Regions from separate parts of the Sus scrofa genome. Here region 1 is linked to region 2. A link is a contact called in public HiChIP or PLAC-seq data. All regions are on one chromosome and are shown on one strand. Each heading gives the region's core, a stretch centred on a gene start, on an enhancer-like site or on the middle of the called end of the contact. The rest is flanking DNA. Distances are from core to core; before and after follow the strand shown. Region 1 overlaps MAST3 (microtubule-associated serine/threonine-protein kinase 3). Region 2 holds the start of IFI30 (IFI30, lysosomal thiol reductase).

Region 1 (4,098 bases), core at 601-3,100, 39 kb before region 2:
AGAGGGGAATCCCTTACAGCATAAGACCACGAGGGTGGTGAGGAGTTCCCTTCGTGGCATAGTGGAAACGAATCCAACTAGGAACCATGAGGTTGCGGGTTTGCTCCCTGGCCTCACTCAGTGGGTTAAGGATCCGGTATTGCCATGATCTGTGGTGTAGGTCGCAGATGCAACTCAGATCTGATGTTGCTGTGGCTGCGGCATAGGCTGGCAGCTGTAGCTCCAATTTGACCTCTAGCCTGGGACCTCCATATGCCCGGGTGTGGCCCTAAAAAGCAAAAAAAAAAAAGAAAGAAAGAAAAAGACAGAGACCATGGGGTGTGAGGGGATTGTGGAGGAGGCTTTTGTGTCAGCTGTACAGTGGGGATTCTTTGGGGCTGAGAGTTTGAGCAGCTTTGGGTCTTTATAGCCCCAGCGTTTATCTTATCTGCAGAGTATGCAAACCCTCAGGCTCTAAATGGCTAAAACTCTGCTTGTTTGAGCTATATTTAAAGCAATTTGAGTTCGAGCCAGAGGAGCTTTTGAGCTAATGGGTCTCAGCCAGCTGTGAAGAAATAACCTAGGGGACATCTTTGGCTCTTTATATGATACCAGGGAGGGTGGCTTAAGGCTTAAATCCAGGGGCTGGCTGCTTTGGGAGAAGGGCTAGGTAAGGAGAACAGGTGCCCTGGGTGGATGGCGCAGCACAGGCAGAGGCACAGGAGCTTGGGTTCTGGGTCCAGATCAGATCCCGGTGCTTGCCGGGCCCTGGATCTCCGGCTTCAAGGAGCCTGGCCCCCTCCAGGGCTGTCTACCTGGTGCGGCACCGGGACACCAGGCAGCGCTTCGCCATCAAGAAGATCAACAAGCAGAACCTGATCCTGCGCAACCAGATCCAGCAGGTCTTCGTGGAGCGCGACATCCTCACCTTTGCCGAGAATCCCTTTGTGGTCAGCATGTTCTGCTCCTTTGAGACCCGGCGCCACTTATGCATGGTCATGGAGTATGTGGAAGGTGCGGTCACTGGGGGCTTACATGCCTCCAGCAATGGAGAGCTCATCCCTTATCCAGGAAAAAGTCCCTCCTTTGACCAAGCTAGGGGCTGCTGGGGTCCTCCATGGGGTCCCAGCCTGCCGGGGGGGGCCTCAGTCTGTGGTGGGGGAGCTAGCCTGGGGGGACTGGAGCTGGGGGAGCCCAAAGAGTGCTCTAGGGGCAGGATGGACAGCCCAGGCAGAGGGGACTGGTAGGTAGAGGCTTGGAGGCTAGCATAAAAGCAGGCTAGGGAGGGAGGTACCGGTGGGAAGGGCCAGGTTGGGCTGGGGGCCAGGGTGAGGAGTTGTGGGATCGCATTTGTAGTTCAGGAAAGAGAAGAGCCTTCAGGTAAGTGTAGGGATGTTCATTTACCCAGGTGCTTCCAGGTAAGGAGAGGGAGGAGGCACTTAGGAGGCACCAGCTGTGTGCAGCGGGAGGGACTGTTTGCTTACAAAAGCTGCTGCCCTGCCAGGAGGAAATCAGAAGGCAGGGTGTGCCCACCCTCCCGCTCCCAGTTCCTGATTCAGGACAGATTGGGGCTGCTTTGCAGGAGGTCGGGAGGTCATGCAGGCACAGGTCTTGGGCACGCACAGCCAAGGGTCTCTCTAAGCACATCCGCCTCTCTGCAGGTGGGGACTGTGCCACCCTCCTAAAGAACATGGGCCCGCTGCCCGTGGACATGGCCCGCATGTACTTTGCGGAGACGGTGCTGGCGCTGGAGTACCTGCATAACTACGGGATTGTGCACCGGGACCTCAAGCCTGACAAGTGAGCCTCGCGGGGCGGGGCCTTGGGGGCGGGGCTCAGAGTGGCCTGGGGGCGGGGCCTCTGCGTGGGCCAGGAGCTGCTCAGGAGCACCCTCATCTGGATTCTGCTGGCATCTCGGGGCCCTTGCTGACTGAAGGCAAGGATCTTGGCAATGTTGAGCACCTGTTGTGTACAGAGGAAAGTAGGTACTTAGAGGCGCCTGCTATGTGCAGGGAAAGGACAGTGCACTTATGGAGGCGCTGCCAGGCAAAGAGGATGCACAGACTGGACGAGGGAGGGGACCAGGCACTCAGAGAGCTGCTGCCACACAAGGGAAGTGAACATGCACTTATGAGACAGCAGCTTTGGAAAAATTGATATGTGAGGAAAGGGACTATGCATGCCCTGAGCACCTACTATGTATTAGTGCAGGGAAGAAGGAGGGTGTTGGGATGTTTATTTCATCCTAGCATCTAGTAAGCACCTACTGGGTGCATGTCCTCTGTGGGTGGGTGGAAAACACAAGTGTGAGTTGAATAATCCCTCATGCTTTGTAACCCCTACATAATTTTCAAAGTACTCGCCCCGTGCATTAATTGAGCACCTACTGTGTACAGAGAATAGGCCCGCTCTTATATCAAGTCCTTCTGGATACCAGGCAAGAAGTGCGAGTTTCTCAGGTACTTGCCATGTGGAGGTATGGACATAAGCATTGAGTCTGCATGTTTTTGGGCATCTTGTAGTTTACAAGCGGCTGAGAAATCAAAGCACATTCATTTGGCATCTACTGTATACCTGAGCCTGTGCTCACCTTTTTTTTTTTTTTTTTTGGTTTTTTTCTAGGGCCACACCCACGGCATGTGGAGGTTCCCAGGCTAGGGATCTAATTGGCGCTGTAGCCACCAGCCTACGCCAGAGCCACAGCAACATGGCATCCAAGCCACGTCTGCAACTTACACCACAGCTCACGGCAACGCCGGATCCCCAACCGACTGAGCAAGGTCAGGGATCGAACCCTCAACCTCATGGTTCCTAGTCAGATTCATTAGCCACTGAGCCAGGCAGGAACTCCTGTACTCACCATTTTAAGGAACCTAGACAGTGGTAAAACTAACTCCTCACATACTGATGACCCTTTTGAGATTAAAAGTGCATTTTTTTTGCCACACCCTTGACATATGGAAATTCTCAGGCCAGGGATCAAATCTGAGCCGCAACTGTGAGCCACGCCACAGCTGTAGCAATGCCAAATCCTTGACCCACTTCTCTGGGCTGGGGATGGAATCTCTGCCTCAGCAGTGACCCAAACTGCTGCAGAGACAACACCAGATCCTTAACCCACTGCCCAACAGCAGGAACTCCTATAAAGCACTTTTTTTTTTTTTTTTTTAAGGGCTGCACCCTTAGCATATGGAGGTTCCCAGGCTAGGGATCCAGTTGGAGCCATAGCTGCCAGCCTATGCCACAGCCACAGCAACGCAGGATCCAAGCTGCATCTGCAACCTACACCACAGCTCACAGCAACGCCAGATCCTTAACCCACTCAGTGAGGCCAGGAATCCCCTCAACCGCATGGTTCCTAGTCAGATTCGTTTCCACTGTGCCACGATAGGAACTCCAAGCACATTTTGTAACTGTTATGTATTATTGGGTACCAGCTATATAAAGGTGATCAGATCAACAGTTACTAGGCAATGACTGTGTGTCAGGACCCAAATATTTCAACTGTCCTTATTTATAAAGTTTTTATTTTGAGATCAGCATCCATTGAGCACACTGTGTGCCAGGGACAGGTGTCCATTTCTCTGATAGAGGTGTTTGCCATGTGGAGGTATGAACATAAACCTTAAGAGCCCAGCATGGGAGTTCCCATTGTGGCTGAGTGGAATTGAATCTGACTAGTATCCATGAGGATGCAGGTTCGATCCTTGGCCACTCTTAGTGGGTTAAGGATCCGGTGTTGCTGTGAGCTGTGGTATAGGTTGCAGACGTGGCTCGGATCTGGTGTCGCTGTGCCTGTGGAATCACAGCTGCAGCTCTGATTCAACCCCTAGCCTGGGAACCTCCATACGTCATGGGTGTGGCCCTAAAAGACCAAAAAAAAGAGCCCAGCATGCTTTCAGGGTATCTTGTAGTTTGCACGTGGCTGAGAAAACAAAGCAGATGTATAGTTGTCATCCACTGTATCAAAGTACCACAGACCAGGGGGCTTAAACAGAAACTTATTCTCACAGTTCTGGAGGCCAGAAGTTCAAGATCAAGGTGTTGGTAGGGCCTCTGTGCTTGACGCTCTAAGGCTGCTTTGTGCCCATCAGGCCTTTGGGGGTTCATCCTGGAGTA
Region 2 (4,055 bases), core at 155-2,654:
TTGTTTGTTTTTTTTTTAATCTTTTTGTCTTTTTGCCATTTCTGGGGCTGCACCCACGGCATATGGAAGTTCCCAGGCTAGGGGTCTAATCGGAGCTGTAGCTGCCGGCCTGCGCCAGAGCCACAGCAACACCAGATCCAAGCCAGGTCTGCGACCTACACCACAGCTCATGGCAACGCTGGATCCTTAACCCACTGAGCAAGGCCAGGGATCGAATCCGCAACCTCATGGTTCCTAGTTGGATTTGTTAACCACTGAGCCACGATGGGAACTCCTATCTGGGCCATTCTTTCCTCCCTCCCACACTGCTGTCCTGTCCACACCTTCCCAGGCTTACAAACCCAGATGTGCCACCTCTACCCGCAGCCTGGGGCAACTCTCCCTCTGGTAGCTTTATTTCCCAAACCTCACTTCTCCCATTTTACAGAAGGGGAAGTTGAGGCTCCACCACTTGAGGTGCCCAGCACAGTCCCAGGGCAAACCTGGCTCTGGCTGATTCCTGCCATCCTGGGTCTTCCACGGGCTGATCCCTCACCCCCACCCCATGTACACACTATAGGCTTTCAGTTATGACTGCTCCGACTCGGCTTCTCCTCCAGCAAGGGAGCTGGCTGAAAGGAGGGATGGCCTGCTCTCCCCAAGCCCTGGAGGATAGAAAGAAGAAATGCCAGATTTTTTTCTCTCCCACCCCCAAGCCAGGAGTGGGGGACCAAGAGAAGGGAGGTGCCCCTCCCTGCTCTGGCTTCTGCTTTCTGGCCCAGCTGTGGCCAAGCCTGAGTCAGCCTCACGGGACCACGCTGTTGGATCTGGAGCTTCAGGGCTGGGGAGCCTGAGAGGGGGAGGGGGAGAAAGTTGGGAAGAAGGGTCCTGGGCCAGGCTAGAGGGAGGGAACGGGGATGCGGCAGCCCCTGCCCACTCTCAGGCAGAGGATCGGCCACCCCCACCCACATCAGAGCACAGGGTGGGAAGGCAGGGTCTCTGGGCTAGGGAGGCGGGGCGGGGCTAGGTCAACCTGGCCGCCCCCAAGAGGGATCCCTGGGCCCAGAGTGGCCCTCCTAACTCTCGGTCTTGCTGTGTCTCTGTCTCTAAGCCCCCACCTCACCTCTGCTCAAGATGCTCAAGCCTCACACGGCTGGTCGGGGCTGATTGCGGGAAAGGGACGGGGGAGATCGAAGAGCAGCTCATGGTCCATGCGACTGGGGGCCCAGCACCTGGTGGGGGTGGGGGTAGGGTGGAGCTCAGGTGGAAAAGGTACACCCAGAGAGGGAGAGAGAGGAGAGAAGAAAGAGAGAAAGAGAAAGAAGGAAAGAGAGAGAGAAGTCGAGATGCTTAGAGACGCCGCCCGGGCCCCCGAGGGGCGTGGGCACCAGGGGGCGGGTTCGGCAGGGGGGCTGGGCCACCGCCGGCTTAAAGGCGGCTCTTTCCCGGGGCAGCTGCTTCTGCCGTCGTACGTTGGCCCCTCCGTCGTGATGGCCTCGTCGCCTCTCCTGCCGTTCCTGCCTCTGCTGCTGCTGCTGCTGCTGGAGGTCCCCGCGGCAGCGCCGGCGTCCCCGCTGCAGTCACTCCTCCAGGGGGCGGCCCCCTGCAAGGTAGGGACGGCTACTCGGCGGGAGGGACAGCGGGGACTGGCGCCCCAGTAGGGGGCCGGCGGCTCCTCCCCTCTCCCCAGACTTCGGCGGAGTCGACCGGGCTCGGGAAGGTGCTTCTCGGATCGGTACTGACCCCCTCAAAAAACACCCCGCCTCGCTGGTCACACTTTCCTTTCTCTTTCGCTTCCTTCTGAAATCTGAGTCGCTCAGCTATCCCCCACCCATCCCCCCGCAATTCCCCCACCCACCCCCCGCAATTCCCCCACCCCATCCCAGGGTGCATTGAGCACCTACTGTGTACCTCTGGAGCGGGAATCAGAATCTCTCTTTCAGCCCAGGGGAAGCCCGGATTACCTAAGCGCCCACCCGCATTCGTCAGGGGCTCCCGGGAGGAGCTCGCGTGTTTCTGGTGCGGAGGAAGCAGATGCCCCGGAGTCTGAGCGACTTGCTCACAGACGCGGGCGACCGCCACCCCTCAGCTGTAGCCGGAAGTCAGCACCTATTAGGCGCCGCCTCTGCAGTAGCCTTGGGAGGGGTTCAGTGAGCCCGCTGAGAGGAAGAATTTAAAAAGGAGTCAGCGCGGGTATAGACGCTCGCTCAGCTCCCGGCCAGGGCTCTGGGGATGAAGTGACAAATGAGCATGCTTTCGCGGTACGCACCGCTCAGAAGGCAGGATTGACGGCAGGGATCAGAAGTGAGCATGCCTTGAATTCTTACTGCTTGCAGTCCCCCCGCGTGGGGAGTTTCACCTAACCTGGAGGAAAGCAAGACTTGTGCATACATGAACTGCCTACTGTTTTCGAATCTTTTTCACATCCATTTTGCAGACAGACTGAGATTTAGGAAGATTTAGGGATGCTGTGAAGCCTTTAAGTCAGGATTCCATCTGGCAAGGTCTGGAAGGAGTGTATCACTTCCTGTTTGCAGCTCTTTTTCTGCAAGAGAACCAAGCAGGACTTCGTTTGATTTCACACCCCTTTCTCCCACGCAGGCCGGTGAGCCATGCCTGCAGAGACCCGTGGGGAAGTCTGACCCTCCACCTGTCAACGTGAACCTCTACTATGAGTCGCTGTGCAATGGCTGCCGGTACTTCCTAGTCCGAGAGCTCTTCCCCACGTGGCTGATGGTCTGGGAAATCCTCAATGTCACACTGGTACCCTATGGAAACGCCCAGGTGTGTGGGCACCAGGGAAACTGGGGGCACTCGGCCAGGGGAAGGGAATGCGGCTGGTGGGGGGCAGCCAGCATTTACCCCATTGCCTTTCAGGAACGAAATGTCAGCGGCAGGTGGGAATTTACGTGCCAGCACGGCGAGCAGGAGTGCAAGATGAACAAGGTGGAGGTGAGCAGCCCCAGAGTTCCCGAGTGGGGGGCATAGAGGCTGAGGAGTCTACTGGTGATAAGGAAGGTGAAATCAAGACTCAGAAGGGATTGCCTTATGTCCTAAGGATACCCTCTTTGATATCACTAAGAAGATAACCTCAATCAATATTGCCTATGCCTGTTCCTGCCCACTAATCTTGCCACCTTCCTTAATCCCACTAATAATAATCTCATCACCTTCCTTAATAAAAGTCATGTGGGCTAAAGCCTAGGTGCCTTTGTTCTACGGAACAGAGGAACAGAGTACCTCCTGGTCCCCCACTTTCTAAATGTAAAAAAAAAAAAAAAAAGAAAAAGAAGGGATTGCCACAAGCGCCATTCTTTTTCCTGTGTGCCTCCATTTAATCACTTCTTCATTCTCTATGTTGGTTTTGTCTGTTCATTTGTTTGTTGATTGGTCTTTTTAGGGCCGCACTCTTAGTAGCATATGGAAGTTCCCAGGCTAGGGGTCGAATCGGAGCTACAGCTGCCAGCCTACACCACAGCCACAGCAACGCCAGATCTGAGCCTCATCTGTGGGCTACACTGAAGCTCATGGCAATGCCGGATCCTTAGCCTACTGAGCGAGGCCAGGGATCCGACCATGTCCTCATGGACACTAGTCGGGCTTGTTAGCGCTGAGCCACAAGGGGAATTTCCCTGTCTCCACTTTATTTATGGACACCCATGATTAATCCCAGAGTGGTCTTGGGGTACTCAGGTCCCCCCCTCATGTCCTCCCCCTCCCATCCCCACTCCCAGGCCTGCCTTTTGGACAAGCTGGAGAAGAACATGGCCTTTCTGACCATTGTCTGCATAGAGGAACTGGATGACATGGAGAAAAATCTGGAACCAGTGAGCAATGCCCCTCCTTCCACCTGAGTTGGGGGACCCTGGCCTCCCTACATCCAGACAAACCCAGGTTCAAGTCCTGGCCCCCAACTGCCGCTCTCTGAGTAGCCCCAGGAAAACTGCCTCCCCTCTCAAAGTCTCAATCTCTGAATCAAGAGAACAAAGATCTTCCGGGGACGTGGGTAGGTCCGAGAGGGCTTCCTGGACCAGGTGCCTCTGAGCTGGGCTTGAATGAATAGGAATGTGGAGGGA

What was found. HiChIP or PLAC-seq counts read pairs in DNA pulled down with a chosen protein or histone mark.
Region 1: a contact with region 2 is called in an H3K27ac HiChIP or PLAC-seq map of alveolar macrophages. The contact joins the enhancer-like site here to the promoter of IFI30 in region 2. A contact is called at or near these places in 9 of 47 Hi-C or Micro-C datasets (blood, brain, embryonic fibroblasts and 5 more) and 2 of 2 datasets of contacts at active chromatin or transcription factors (alveolar macrophages and skeletal muscle).

The regions. Positions count from the first base shown.
Region 1 is chr2:59,670,738-59,674,835 of Sscrofa11.1, reverse strand. MAST3 (microtubule-associated serine/threonine-protein kinase 3) reads left to right here. Exons shown (of 28, transcript XM_021083495.1): 14 at 785-993; 15 at 1,641-1,779. Among named protein-coding and RNA genes, the nearest start is that of PIK3R2, 21 kb to the right of the region's middle. Within about 2 kb of position 1,850, at least 20 of the 83 cell types and tissues checked have an H3K27ac peak or open chromatin away from gene starts, as enhancers often do. A contact at or near this core is called in alveolar macrophages, where this site is marked.
Region 2 is chr2:59,631,063-59,635,117 of Sscrofa11.1, reverse strand. It overlaps IFI30 (IFI30, lysosomal thiol reductase), which reads left to right and starts at 1,404. Exons shown (of 7, transcript NM_001131046.1): 1 at 1,404-1,589; 2 at 2,581-2,763; 3 at 2,857-2,931; 4 at 3,714-3,806. The coding sequence starts at 1,470. It overlaps LOC106507303 (a long non-coding RNA gene), which reads right to left and starts at 2,343. Exons shown (of 2, transcript XR_002341594.1): 1 at 1,944-2,343; 2 at 1-1,582.